Linked DNA regions of Mus musculus: region 1 is linked to region 2. Evidence: chromatin contacts called from public Hi-C data. All regions are on one chromosome and are shown on one strand. The core of a region is the stretch at or near the end of the contact, and the rest is flanking DNA. Distances in the headings are between cores, read along the strand shown. Region 1 has its middle 21 kb from the start of C230014O12Rik. Region 2 overlaps C230014O12Rik (RIKEN cDNA C230014O12 gene).

Region 1 (6,639 bases), core at 1,003-3,502, 100 kb before region 2:
TGCAAGCATAGACCTGCAGAGAGGCCCACTGTGGGAAGAAACCAATACTACAGGCGGCCATGGGAGACACTGTAGGAAGGGTAGGTCACTGCTTGTGATACAGATGGTGTTTCAGGGGTGACAAGGCTCAGAGGCATTGGGGATACCAGAATCTGGAGTCATATCCAAGTCCAGAGACAGAAGGACTCTTGGGAGGGGCTATGGGGCTCACCAATCAAAAATGGGCAGAGCACAAAGGGTCAGGTGACCGACTGGGACAATACAATGAGGTACCTAGAGCCATTCATGTATTAAAATGACTCAGAGAGGTGAAGGTACTCACCTAAGGCCACACAGCAAAGGATGGCGATGAGTCCTCAAACTGGGAGCCCAGGGGCAGAGGACTGAAGCTGGAGAAGCTGGTTCTGCTCACGGTCACTGTAGCCTGTGGTCACATGTCTCTGCGCCCGCCTGGTGTTCTGAGGAGGTGACTATCACGGGCTGGGAATAGGGAGGAGCAGATAGTTCAGCCTCCCCCAGAGGCTGGGCTGAATCGTCTGTCCAGATGCTATAGCTCCAGATGTTGGTCTCCAGGGCTGGGTCATAGGCTCCGCCTCATTCGGTTTACCAGGGATTTGATATAGAAACCACTTGGCCAAGGGCCTGAGTTGATGTAGGTGTGTGTGTGTGTGTGTGTGTGTGTGTGTATGTCTGTTCGTGTCTCTTTGTGTGTGCCTGTGCATCTGTGTGTGTCTGTGTTTCTCTGTATGTGTGTTTCTCTATGTGTGTGTGTGTGTGTCTGTATGTCTGTGTGTGTCTCTCTCTATGTATCTGTGTGTGTCTGTGTTTGTCTGTATGTGTGTGTCTCTGTGTGACTCTGTATATCTCTGTGTGTGTCTGTATGTATCTCTGTGTGTCTGTTTATCTGTGTCTGTCTATATGTGTGTATCTGTATGTGTGTGTCTCTGTGTGTTTCTGTATGTCTCTCTGTGTGTCTGTATGTCTGTGTGTGTATATGTATGTGTGTGTCTCTGTATGTCTCTGTGTGTGTATCTGTATGTGTCTGTCTGTCTGTCTGTCTGTCTGTGTATCTGTATGTGTCTATCTGTCTGTCTGTGTCTGTGTAGCTGTGGAGGGGCCTGTTTCAGTACTAGAAAAGGAGGTAATAGAATTTCCTAGATCAAACCAGAGAACGGAAACTGAGCACACTGAATGGTGGCTGAACATTTGCAGATAAAACAAGTCAGAGAAAAACATAGCCCTGTCCCCTGGAAGCCAGGTGGCAGCTCATGTGCTCAAGTCCCCGAGGTCAGTGGTCTCTATAGCTGAGCAAGGACATCAAGTCAAGTAAATGGAGAGTCGCAGGGACAAGTCCCCGGGGTTTGGAGTTGCTTCTCAAAGCCACTGACTTAGGTGTCATCAGATTGCCTAGGTGTGTTCCCAGTGGAGTGCTACAGGACCCCACTACAGATCATATACGGTAAGAATAAACAGAAACTGCTCATGAGCGGGCTGACTGGGCCACAAGCTGGGAGGACCAAGAATGTGCTGTCTCCACGCAGCTCCAGCCTCCAGCAAACTTGGTGATAATGCGTTTGTTTGTTTTTTTCCGGCGGGGTGGGGAGTATCTTCCTCTCAGTGACTGACCTTAGCTCTCCTAGCAACTTGTTTCAATGTCCATGTGTGTGTTGGTGATAACTGTCTGCATTAAGCCTGTAGGAGCTCAATGAATGAATGAGCAAATCTTTACACTCAGACCCTCCCCTCTGAGCATGCGTGAGCTTGTGCGCAGGCTCAGCGGCTGCTACCTGGAGCCCAGGGTCGGGCTCAGCATGCTACCCCTAGCTAAGACAGCCTTGACAACTGGATCTTGAGGCCGCCACCGTCCTTCGCTTTAATTGCTGGAAAATTGACGATAGATGCAAGGAAAATAATGAGGCCTAATTATGTTAATTAAACGGCTAATTCATTAATTAACACACTCACATCCCCAGCTTGGAGAGCCCCTCACAGTGGCTGCTTGGTTGGTTGGTTTAGTTCCAGCAAGGGAGGGGACACCGCTGGGTCAGGCAGCTCCCCCCTGAGTAGAGGCCACCCAGCTGTCCCTGGGGTATCTTGCCCAGAACCTGGGCTATTCCCAGTTCTCCATTCTTGATTGCAGATACAGAGGCTCTGAGCAGGCATAACGCACTTGTGGGAAGCCTGGGTCCATCGCCCAAGAGCCTCCCGGTGATTTTCTGGAGAAAATAGAGAAAAAAGCAGGGTCTGGAAGAGAGCGTGGGTGAGCTGGTCTGAGCAGTGAATTCAGATCGGGTGCCCAGGAGACTCACAGGCAGAAGGAAGCAAGTCCCAGGATCCTGCAGGTGCCCGTTTGTGCCAGGCCACTGGGTTCCATGGATAAGAAGGTGGGGTTTGCAGAAGGACAGACTGGCCTGCCAGCCTCCCTTCTTCTTCCTGCTTTCTCAGCTTCCATGAGCTCCCTTCCCCTGTTGCTGGGCCCTGAGTCCCTGCAGCTTGCAAGGATTCAGGATGTGGCCCTTCGCTGCCAGTGTTGCCAGAACCAGCTTTTCGTTCTCTCTCATCATGTGTTTAAGGTTCGTTTGGTTTTTATCGTCAATCACCAAGTTCACTCCCGAAGCTCTTTCTAAAACTGCTCCCTTCTCACACTCTCCTGTGCCTCCGGCTCTCTCAGGGGCTGCCAGGGCACCAGGCTTCCATCTTGGGATCCTGATCACATAAGGGGATGATTAGTGTTTTCTTAGTTGACCCTGGGGTCTCTGTGGAGAGGGACGGGGCAGGAAGCAGATTATATGAGCTCCACCTTCTTTTACCTGGACTGATAATAATCTCCACCAGCAAGGGTCCTTGGGAACGTGCAGTGCACAGCCGGGCCTGGGAAAGGTGGTTGGACCCCTTCTGCATGTCTCACTGCCACTCTGGGTCCAGTAGCCTAACTGTGGCTGCCTGGTGAGACAGCCTCTCACTGGCCAGTGATGGAAAGACAAGTCTCAGGGTCCCTGGTCAGTCAACGCAGCGGACAGGCCCCCAGTGGAAGTACCTCCTGAGCGAGGGAGGTGTAAGCCTCCACTCTGCCAGGTAGACTTTAACCACCTCTCCAGAGACAAGGAATCGATGGCTTTGGGGCTGAGACTTAATTTGAAGGAACTGAAAGCAAAGGTTCATGGGAAATATGATGATTATAAAGTGCTTAGCCTCTGCCTGGGGGCCCAGACCCGGCTGGTTTCACGGTGTCTGGGAAGCCAGAAGCCAGTTCACCCTCTAATTACAATGGATTTCAAAAGTGCAATAAAAGCAGCTGCTTCCACGCTGGGCCTTGTGGCTTGGAGCTGTTTCTAGAAGGTGTGATGAATGCCGGGACATTGTGGACTTGTGTCTCCTGACTTCTGACTCCCATGTCCCACCTACCCACCCCCACCCCCACCCCCATCTCCCCCACCCCACCTCTACCCACCCCACCCCCACTCAGTGGAGGAGAGTAACAACAACAAAAGCAACAGAAGCAGCCAGACCTTGAGTGAATTCTTGCTGTGCCCCAGTAGGGAGTTCAGGCTGTTCAGGCCCTGACTGAACAATCTTCCACTAACTCTTGTTAGGAAAGTGTATCAGTCAGCACTCACCATAAAATTGCTGCATAACAAACAACCCCAAATGTCAGTTGCATAAAGCAAGGAATATCTACTGTCACAGATTTGGTTGACAGCTGCCTGGGCCTTAGCTGATCTTGTCTGTGTTTGACTGGGCTCTGTGCCTTCCTCTTCAGGAGCCAGCCCTGGCTCTGGAATGTTATTTTCCTGCCAACGAGAGAAACATTCAGGCTCTAAACTGGCTCCCTTCTCTCCTTTCTTCTTGATCTGTGGCCAATGTGAGTCCTAACAGGTCTAACTCAAGATGGGGGAACAATGTCTATTTTAAAGCAGTTGAATTTGTGTGTGTTGCAGGTATCTGTGTGTGGGGTTGTGTATGTGAGTGCAGTTGTCTATGGAGCCAGAAGAGGGTGAAAGATCCCCTTGGAGCTGGAGTTACTGGTGGTTGTGAGTTGCCCAGTGTTGGTAGAACTGAGTTTTGGTCTTCTGCAAGAGCAGTGTGTGCTCTTAATTAATGCTGGGCCACTGAGGACAGGAGTTTCTTGTGCTGTTGGTGGGGGAACACTATAAAATCAAAGAGTGTGGCCGTGGGGAAAGGTGACAGATTGGGGACACTGTGATACCATCAACCGTAGTAGGGAGTTAGTCTCATTATCCCCGTCAGACAGATGAGGAAAAAAAGATAGGGGAATCACTCAGTGCTACAGCTGAGTGGGGTGCCCACCAAACCCCGTGGCTCTGGAGTCTGTGTTCCTAGTGGTGTCCTCTCATCCCCACATCAATGTCTGAGTGCCCTGATAGAACAGAATGGTGGGAACCAACCTGTTTTAACCCGACACCTGGCTCAGTCCTCCCAACCCCAGGTACTGCTGGTCACCCTTCATTCTCTCCAGACCATGTTCCTTCCAGAGGGCAGACATCTTAATTAGCCATTACTCGGTGATGAAGGATAAGTTTGAAAGGTGGAATCTAGAGTGAGTTCCTTCTCTCGTCTCACACTTGGACAGTGGCAGAGCGTCAGGCAGCGTGGAAGACTCAGAGGGTCTGTTGGTCACACTGGTGCCCTCAGCAGCCTCCTCCTCCAGGCCTCTCCACAGTGTGGCCCTGGGAACCCAGGTTCCCACTGTCCACTTCTCCCTGTAGCCACAGGGGTGCTACCAGGGCCTCTGGTGCCTTGTCACCTCCTTGGGACTCCCAGGTCCAGAACCACATGGCTGGAGGGTCACAGACTCTTACCACTTGACTCCTTTAGAAGTTCTGAAGATTTTTTTTATTACCCAGGTAGTATGTGCACACTGTGAGAAAATTAGAAAATACAGAAAACATAAAGAAAAAGAGTCAAGCCTAAATGTACATGGGTTAGGGCATAAACAGGAAACAGTTTTATCCCCAATAACTGTCACCATCCTGCCACTTCCAGAGGCCTCCTCTTCCCCTGGTTGGGCAGGGGGTCTGTTAGCCACATTGCAGTCTAACTTGGTGATTTTCCTCAGGCATATTAAAATGGCTTGGTTTAGACTCTGGGACATGGCCCTGCTATCTCGAATGTGAACACCGATCCTGCCCCAATCCACCCCTGGGCCTCCTGGTAGTTCTTCTGGGGACTGCATTTGTTACAAGAAAACTTTGACTAATAATTGCCTGGCACGGTTATGTGTGCGAGTTTCTCTACATGAAATGCCCTCTTGAATCAACCAGTTCCTCAGATAGATAAGCTGAGGCCCAGAATACGTTACAGAACTCACCTGATGTCACCGAGAGGCAGGGCAGAAAAATCTGAGACCTCTATTGACCACTGGGTGCCTACATAGTTCTCTGCCCCTAGGATGTTTGGTGTCGTGGCTGAGTTTCAGCCCAGGAGATGTGACACAGTCTCTTTAATAAATATGTCTGACTTCTCCGTCTGGTCCTCTTAATGGGCATTTTATGGGCTTCCCTCCACAGGTCTAGTTGCTGCAGAATGGTTGCAGGACCAACACTGTACTAGTGTCCTCTGATAGGAGCCTGTGCCCCTGTCACCAGGGCCTTTGGAGGGGTCTTACACTCCTAGGGGTGGAGGTCATCAAGCCCACTTGTCTGGGTCCTCGCTCATTCCCAGTGGGCTCTCAGAGGTAGTGAGAGGTGCTAGGTCATGAATTGGGCCGCGTAGGAGCAGACAAGGCATCAGCAAGTTCGTGCCTGGCCAAGGCGCAGTGGTTGCATCGCAAAATACTCAGTCACCCCTGAGGTGCCACTTGGCACAGGGGAACAGAGATTGACATGTAAGCTGGAGGGCTAGGGGCTGAGGAAGAACAGAGAGGGAGAAAAAGGCAAGGGAGTAGGAAGGGGAGATGAAAGGAGGGCAGAGAGATACAAGGAGAGAAAGAAAAGGGGAGAAGGAGAGGCAGAGAAAGGAGAGAAAGTCTAGGAGGGAGAGAGGAGAGAAAGAAAAAGGGAGTGGAGAAAGGAGAGGGCAGACAGAAAGAGAAAGAGAAAGAGAAAGAGAAAGAGAAAGAGAAAGAGAAAGAGAAAGAGAAAGAGAAAGAGAAAGACACACACAACACACAGAGGGAGAGAGAGAGAGAGAGAGAGAGAGAGAGAGAGAGATAGAGAGAGAGAGAGAGAGAGAGAGAGAGAGATCTTTCTAGGGCTCCCAGTCTCCAAGGTTCAGAGATATTCATGGTTTCACAGCCTAGCTGGGAAGTGTGGGTCGTTAGGATGAGGGATGGGTCCACATGGGATAAGTTTGAAGAAAGACTCTGTAGCCTTAAAGAGAAAGGGATGTGGGGACAGACAGGGTCCACGGTGCACCTAAGAGGTGCCAAATGCGCTGCTGGGTGCCCCTCAGTGGGGTCTTCTATCTCCTCATCCTGATTCCACTGCTTGTTGGCAGTGCTGGAGATGGAACATGGCATCTTTGTGCATTTTAGGGATGTGTTCTGCCACTGGGCAACAGCCCACCCCTTGGCTCTGTGTGTGTGTGTGTGTGTGTGTGTGTGTGTGTGTGTGTGTGTGTGTGTGTGAGTCACGAGTGTCTTTGGGGTTACTTACAGGAAGATGAGTGTAAGGTTATTAA
Region 2 (6,576 bases), core at 3,756-6,255:
ACGGAGTGGCCTAGACGCCGCAATGGCTTTCTTAGAGGGAAGATCACTTCTCATGGCTTCTCTGCCAAGGGTACCCTTCCACATCTGCCTGGATAGAGTACTACTCAAAGAGAGGGCATAGACTCCATAGCCGCCTCTCTTCCTATCCTCATTCATAGTACTCATATACTCTTGGCCTATTGCCACATCTGAAAGGAGGTCTTGGGTGCTCGGGACCCTCAGATCTTGTGAAGATGTAGTCATGGGATGAATGTACTGTATCATCTTTACCACTCCTTTTTGGTCCTGGGTAGATTACACTGGGAATGGTGTGTGTGTGTGTGTGTGTGTGTGTGTGTGTGTGTTATGCCTATATGTGGGATGTGGTACAAGCATGCGTGAATGTATGTGGACACCAGAGGAGGGTGTCAGGAGTCCTGCTCCATCATCCTATGCCTTAGTCCCCTGAGACAGGCTCTCTCACTGAAGCTGGATTTAGGCTGGTGGCCAGTGAGCCCCAGGGATCCTGCCTCCATCTCCAACAATGTCGGGGGTGCAGATGCACACACAACCACGATCAGCAATTTATACAGGTTCTGGAGTTTTGAACTCAGATCCTCTTGCTTGCAAAGCAAGCACCTTTACCCATGGAGCCATCTTCACTGCCCGGAAGTATATTTATTCAGGTCTGGAGTTCTATGGTGGAGACAAGCCATGGTGCTGCGGCAGTGAGCAGTCAATCCTCTCACATCGAAAGGTCAGTTCCATCTGTACAGAGAAGTTTCCTGGGGTTTTCCAGGGCTGCAGGCATCACAAAGGTGTGGAGCCCTTGTCTTGGCCATAGCTGGACCAGTGAGGCCCTGGCTAGTCACCTCCCCAAGCCGCTCTGCACCATCCCCCCACCCCATCCCCCACTCCCGCCCTCCCTGTCTGGCTGTGAACCAGGAAATGGATTTCAACTTCACCTCCTCCCCAGATAGATCAAACATCTTAAGTGAGATTATTCACGGCCCTCCATTGTTTCTAACTCATTTCCTATTTTCCAGTTGAAGAACCTGCCAGAAGCGCTCCGTGGCAGAGATTAAAACAATTTCAGAAGCAGGCACCCAGCGCTTCTCTTTGGATGGTAAGCAAATTGGATGTCTGTGAGAGGCAGGCAAATTTTATTATCAACACATAGTTTGCTACTTAAGTATCCTTAAGACCCCGGGTACTGAAGAGTCCTCGGCAGGAGGGCTCCTGAGAGGGAGGCAAGATGGGGGGCGGGAGGAGACCCCCAACCGGGCCCCTTCAGGCCCAGGCACAGTGGGGAGCTGTCAGACCCTCAGGAGCAGACAAACCCACCCACGTCATTCTCTTTCCCAACTAGGCGCCGGCTTGGCTCTCAGAATGCATTTTTCTGAGTGCTTTGACCTGTTCGCCCACAAAGACACTGACTAAGAGAAGGAAGGCGCGTGTGTGATCTCACACAGCAAATACAGTGAGTCAGAAATAGAATTCGACCCTCACTCATGGCAGCAGATTGATTGCAGAAATGGCTGATTCATCTTCTCCTTGTAGCCTGAGAGTGACAGAGGAGACAGCTCTGGAGGAAGGCCCCTTGTCCCAGTCCAGGATGTCCTTGACTAGCTCTCCAAACTTGTGACGGAAACCAGTTAGCTCTGACCTGACCCTCAGTGGGCTCTGCCAAGGCCGGAAGAGCTACCCCTCTGGCCAGTAAGAATGCTCATAAACAAATGTTTTAAGCAACGGTAAATGACTGGATATGGGTAATTTGTTACCTGGCTACAGCTATCAGATGCAGCCATCTATGTGTGTCCACAGGACGATAGATGCAGGCCTACATTCCCTGCATGGTTCCGGAACCCATACTGACTCTGGCCTGTCGGACAAGGGAGGTTCTGGCTGTTGCTCCTGCTGCTTGTTGCATAAGGAACAGAGAAGAGATGTGCATTACCCTCACATCCTAGGGCTGTCCTGACTTTTCCGTGAGGTTGCTTCCCTTTCGCCAGATTTTCAGTAACAAGGTGTTCATGGGCCGCGCCGCATGCTCAGCCAGGACCCTCATAGCACCCTCAGGTCAATCTTGTGAGGGAGGCATTACTTCACATCTTACAGGTGCAGGAACAGACTCAGCCATGTGTCCTATAGACAGCAGGTGTAGAAATGGGGCTATGTTCAGGGCGACATGTATCTGCACCTACTTGTTGACAAAAAACTTTTCTCAGAGTCTTAGTGAAGGAACACAGAGGCCCTCAGGCAAGCCCTTCTTGATGGTGACCTAACTCATAGTCAGCTCATGTTACAGTCCCTATCTGGATCCCAGTTGGGCACATTCTGGTCGTCAGACTACCCAGAAGAGCTACCTGGGACTACCCAGAACCCCTGGTTACACAGGTGGGATCCTGGTACGGCAGCTACCGCTCTCTCTCCTTAAGGACTTCACTGGACCTCTTTTGGGCCGCAGAGCCCAGAGCTTGTCACTTTATGGTGGTTCCAGCTTCTGAGCTGGCCCCTGTGATTCTCTGGCTTTCCCCAGCTGCTCCCATAGGTGAGCACATGCTTAGGACTCTAGGTGACTTCCCCAGCTCAGCAACATCCCACGGGGCTCTAGACATGGTGCCAAGGAAGAGATGACTAACAAGATCTCTCAGCCAGAGCACAGGCTAGCAAGATCCCTGCTAGAACACAGGCTGGCAAGATTTCAGCTAGAGCCCAGGCTAATAAGATCTCAGCTAAAGCACAGGCAAGCAATCTCACTCTCTGCCTAGATCACAGGCCCGTTCTGGTTTTCACCTTTTCCTGAGTGCAGAGGAACTGGCTCCATCATGAGCCAAGGAGAACAAGGAGTAATTATGACACAAATTCTCAGGTGCAGTGCAGGTGGGGCACATCTTAGCTGCGTGCCAGAGCTTCAGTGTGCCCCGTGTTCTCAGCTGCGAGACCGAGGTGAGGTGCATCTCCCACTTCCAGGCCCGTGAGTGTGGACTGGAATGGTGCCCATCTGACTAATGCCAGAGTCCAGTCTTAGCCCATGAATTTGGTTTCCAATATTGCTTTCCAAGAGCTGGTAGGACAGGGAACAGCGTGTTTGAGGGCCAGGGCCAGGGACAAAGCAGCAGGGAGCTGGGAGGCTCCATTGTGAGCATCATGACCCTGGTGCCTGCATTGCTAGCCTGGCACCTGCATTGCTAGCCTGGCACCTGCATTGCTAGCCTGGCACCTGCATTGCTAGCCTGGTGCCTGCATTGCTAGCCTGGCACCTGCATTGCTAGCCTGGCGTCTGCATTGCTAGCCTGGTGCCTGCATTGCTAGCCTGGCGTCTGCATTGCTAGTGTTTTCTACCCCCAGTCTTAAGACTGGAAGCTTCCTGGAGGAAGGGCAGGTTGGCCATCTCTGTGCCAGCCACTCAGCATGTCTTGAGAGGAAGTTGTTTGTGACTCACTCAAAGGGCAAGGGGTACATGCCAAGGGAGTTGAAAGCTGGCACCTGTGTCAGGAAAGGACTGGGTCATCCTCTGAGAGGCGGGAATTCAAGATCATGATATCATCACTACTGAGTCTTGTTGTCATGCACAGCTGTGTGTGCACCGTCTCTAGACGCCCCCACATCTACTCCCTATGTTCACACTGACCCTCAGGCATAAGGACTGTGAGGAACTGCCCCCAGGTTACCTGGGGAGGGCATGGCAGCAAGGATTTGCCTTTGCTGTCTGTTCTGCTTGGCCCCAATGCCAAGGCTCCTTCTTTTCAATAGATCTTCCCAAGACCTGATTGGGGGTATAATGCCAACATGGCCTCCACCGGAGACTAAGCAAGTCTTCTGCTTTCCTTTATAAAAATATTCATATAGTAACAAAACGAGTAAGTAGGTCTTTGGGATGTCTAGACAGGGCCATGCCCAGGGGTCCTCAGACTTGGTGGACCATGAGCATAGCCATGAGTGTAGGGATGAAAGACCACGCTGTCCTGGATTGCTCCCCGCAGATGTCAGACTCTCTGGAGAGAAGCCACCTCTGTAAGTTTCAAGGCTCCCCCACTGAGGCTGGCTGTGTTCAAACTTTAGTGCTTGTTCTGGCTAGTTTTATTAAACCAGCTGGTTCGTTACTTTGGCACAAGCTAGAGACATTGGAAAGGAAGGAGCCTCAATTGAGAAAATGCCTCCATGAGGTTAGGATGTAGGCAAACCTGTAGTCAGTAATGTGGAGCATAAGCTAAATAAACCCTTCTTAATTAGTGATTGATGGGGGATGGGGTGCGGTGGGGAAGGCCCAGCTCATTGTGGGTGGTGCCATTCCTGGGCTGGTGATCCTGGGTTCTAGAAGAAAACGGGCTAAGCAAGCCAGTAAGCATCGTCTGCCCATGGTCTCTGCAATTAGCTCCTGTCTCCAGGTTCCAGCCCTGTTTGAGTTCCTGTCTTGACTCCCATCAGTGATGTATGATGTGGAGGCAGACCCTAAGTAAACCCTTTCCTCCCCAAGTTGGCTTGGTCATGGTAGTAAAGCATCTAAGACAGTAGTTTTCTTGCCTATCCTAAGGGTTCCATCCTCACGTCAGCTTAGAGCTGCTTCCCTCTGGATTTAATTAAAGTCCTGAGTCCCTGGGGTGCTGTGGCCCCTTTGGTACCAGACTGACCTCCTGCAGGCTCTCCTGAGCCTCTGTGCCTCTTAGTGCTTAGCCAAGTTTCTTTGGTCAACCATTGGACTAATGACTAGCCAGGCGTGGGCAGTCATGGAAGGCAAGATCTCAGCCCCGCCTAGGTTCGGAAGCCTGGCCAGAGAGGCACCAGTGCAGACATGGATTGGAATGCCAGGCCCCTTCTGAACCTCAAGCTTGCTGGAGAGGTGGGGTGACTTCATCTCTTGACTTCCCAGGCGGTTCCCTTAGCAACGGGGCCTCGCTTTGACAGCCGCCTTTGCAGACAGTCTGTTTTCCAGAGGGGGGCTCTTTACCCTACTGCCTTTCACTCATTAAGTGAGAGTCGCTGCAGGGGTGTGAAGCCCAGACTCCCTGCAGTCTCATAGAGCCAGAGCTGTACCCACAGCCCAGCCTATCCAGGCTGCCCCTGGAGCCAGCAGCCCACAGACTGATCCTGTCTCTACAGGTCTGTTGTCTGCCGCGCAACACACATCTTGTGGCTCCCACGGAACTGAAGCCGGCTTCTCTACCTTCACCCTCTGCCCCCTCCTTGCTTTTTCTACCTCCTGACTTCTCTCTTCCCACCAGCACACCTGCAATCCACCTGTCTTTCACACTCACATTAGCAGTTAAAGCGTCTGTGCTGACATTTGATGATCTTAATATAGGCCCTGGTGACAGAGGAACAAGAAGAGCACAGAGTTTGCGCATTGCTGGAGAGTAGACTCCTCCCCCCGAATCCCTGACTCCTCCCCACAGTCCCTGTCTGAGCTCAGAAATCTCCCCTTCCACATTGTGGGGAGGGCTTCAACAGGTCCCACAGACTGTGTGGCGTGTGATGGCTTTACCTCCTTCGTGTAGCCTTCTCCCTCCAGATGACCAAGAAGGATGATAATAAAACCTACCACCAGGGGTCAGGTTCATCGGGTGCCCCCTTTGTGCCCTACCCAGGGGGCATGTACCCCCAGGTTAGTGTTAGCATGCAGCTAGCAGTTACCCTACTTCACAGATTAGAAAAAGGAGCTTCGGACATACTTAAGGTTAGCTAACATGGTTAAAGGAGAGAGTACGACGGTGAGCTGAACACGTGCCATGCGTGGTTAGCTGGCCAGGAAGAGGGGTGGGTCACTGGGAAAGTAGGGGAGGGGCATCTTGAAGGACGCTGAGAGGGTGGAGACGGAAGGCAGAAATGGAGTCGCAGAGATGGTGAAGGAAAGTCACTACACTGGAGTGTCTCAAGAGGAGGGTGGAGTCAACGCTTCTGGGACTCAGAAGAACAGGGTCACGTGTCTGAGCAACACTGTTGGTGACCATGAAAGGCACAGTTGATGAAGGGGTAGAAGACACTAGATCTTCTAAGCAGTGGGCAAAGGTATTTACTGAGAGAACAGGGCCATCAGGGAGGCCATTCCCCTGGGAATTCTGGCCCTGGGGTACAGTAGGGAGAAACGGATACCTGAACCTCATGAACCGCTATTTGCTCGATCTGTAGGCAAAGAGCGTGTTGATGAGAGCCACCAGGACAGGACAGGGGCTCCAGTTTGGACTTGGTATGGTTGGGTGGGCCAGGAGAAAGTTCTACTACCTCTTACCCTCCAAAAGGAGGCAGGATGAAGCCCAATTGGAGGAGCTGTGACTTCAGCAGTCCCGGGAAAAGAGAGGGAGGGGTTGAGGAGCACAGAAGCTGTCCGAGTGTTTGTGACCTCTTCACCTCCTGGACACATACCCCAAGGAAAACAATTGAAAAGATGCAAAGTTTAATTTGGACACAGTTCAGCCCGTGGCTGGCTGGCGTCCATTGCTTTAGTCTGAGGTGGAGCAGGATATCGTGCCAAGTCTCTATGATAGAGGAGGCTGCTCACTTCATGGGGGCCAGCAAGCGCTGAGGGGATGGGGGGTGGGGGGTGGAGGGTGGGTTGCAAGGTCACAATATCATCTTCAAAGACTCACCCTTAATGAC

What was found. Hi-C and Micro-C count contacts between places; a contact is called where the count stands out from the background.
Region 1: a contact with region 2 is called in a Hi-C map of the N1E-115 cell line, with 4 times the contacts expected there. The contact joins two enhancer-like sites. A contact is called at or near these places in 2 of 484 Hi-C or Micro-C datasets (the N1E-115 cell line and large pre-B cells).

What each region holds. Positions count from the first base shown.
Region 1 is chr2:34,125,209-34,131,847 of GRCm38.p6, reverse strand. No RefSeq gene overlaps it. Among named protein-coding and RNA genes, the nearest start is that of C230014O12Rik, 21 kb to the right of the region's middle. Within about 2 kb of position 2,252, at least 7 of the 459 cell types and tissues checked have an H3K27ac peak or open chromatin away from gene starts, as enhancers often do. A contact at or near this core is called in the N1E-115 cell line, where this site is marked.
Region 2 is chr2:34,025,975-34,032,550 of GRCm38.p6, reverse strand. C230014O12Rik (RIKEN cDNA C230014O12 gene) reads left to right here. Exons shown (of 4, transcript NR_130173.1): 2 at 1,026-1,105. Among named protein-coding and RNA genes, the nearest start is that of Gm39793, 67 kb to the right of the region's middle. Within about 2 kb of position 5,005, at least 40 of the 459 cell types and tissues checked have an H3K27ac peak or open chromatin away from gene starts, as enhancers often do. A contact at or near this core is called in the N1E-115 cell line, where this site is marked.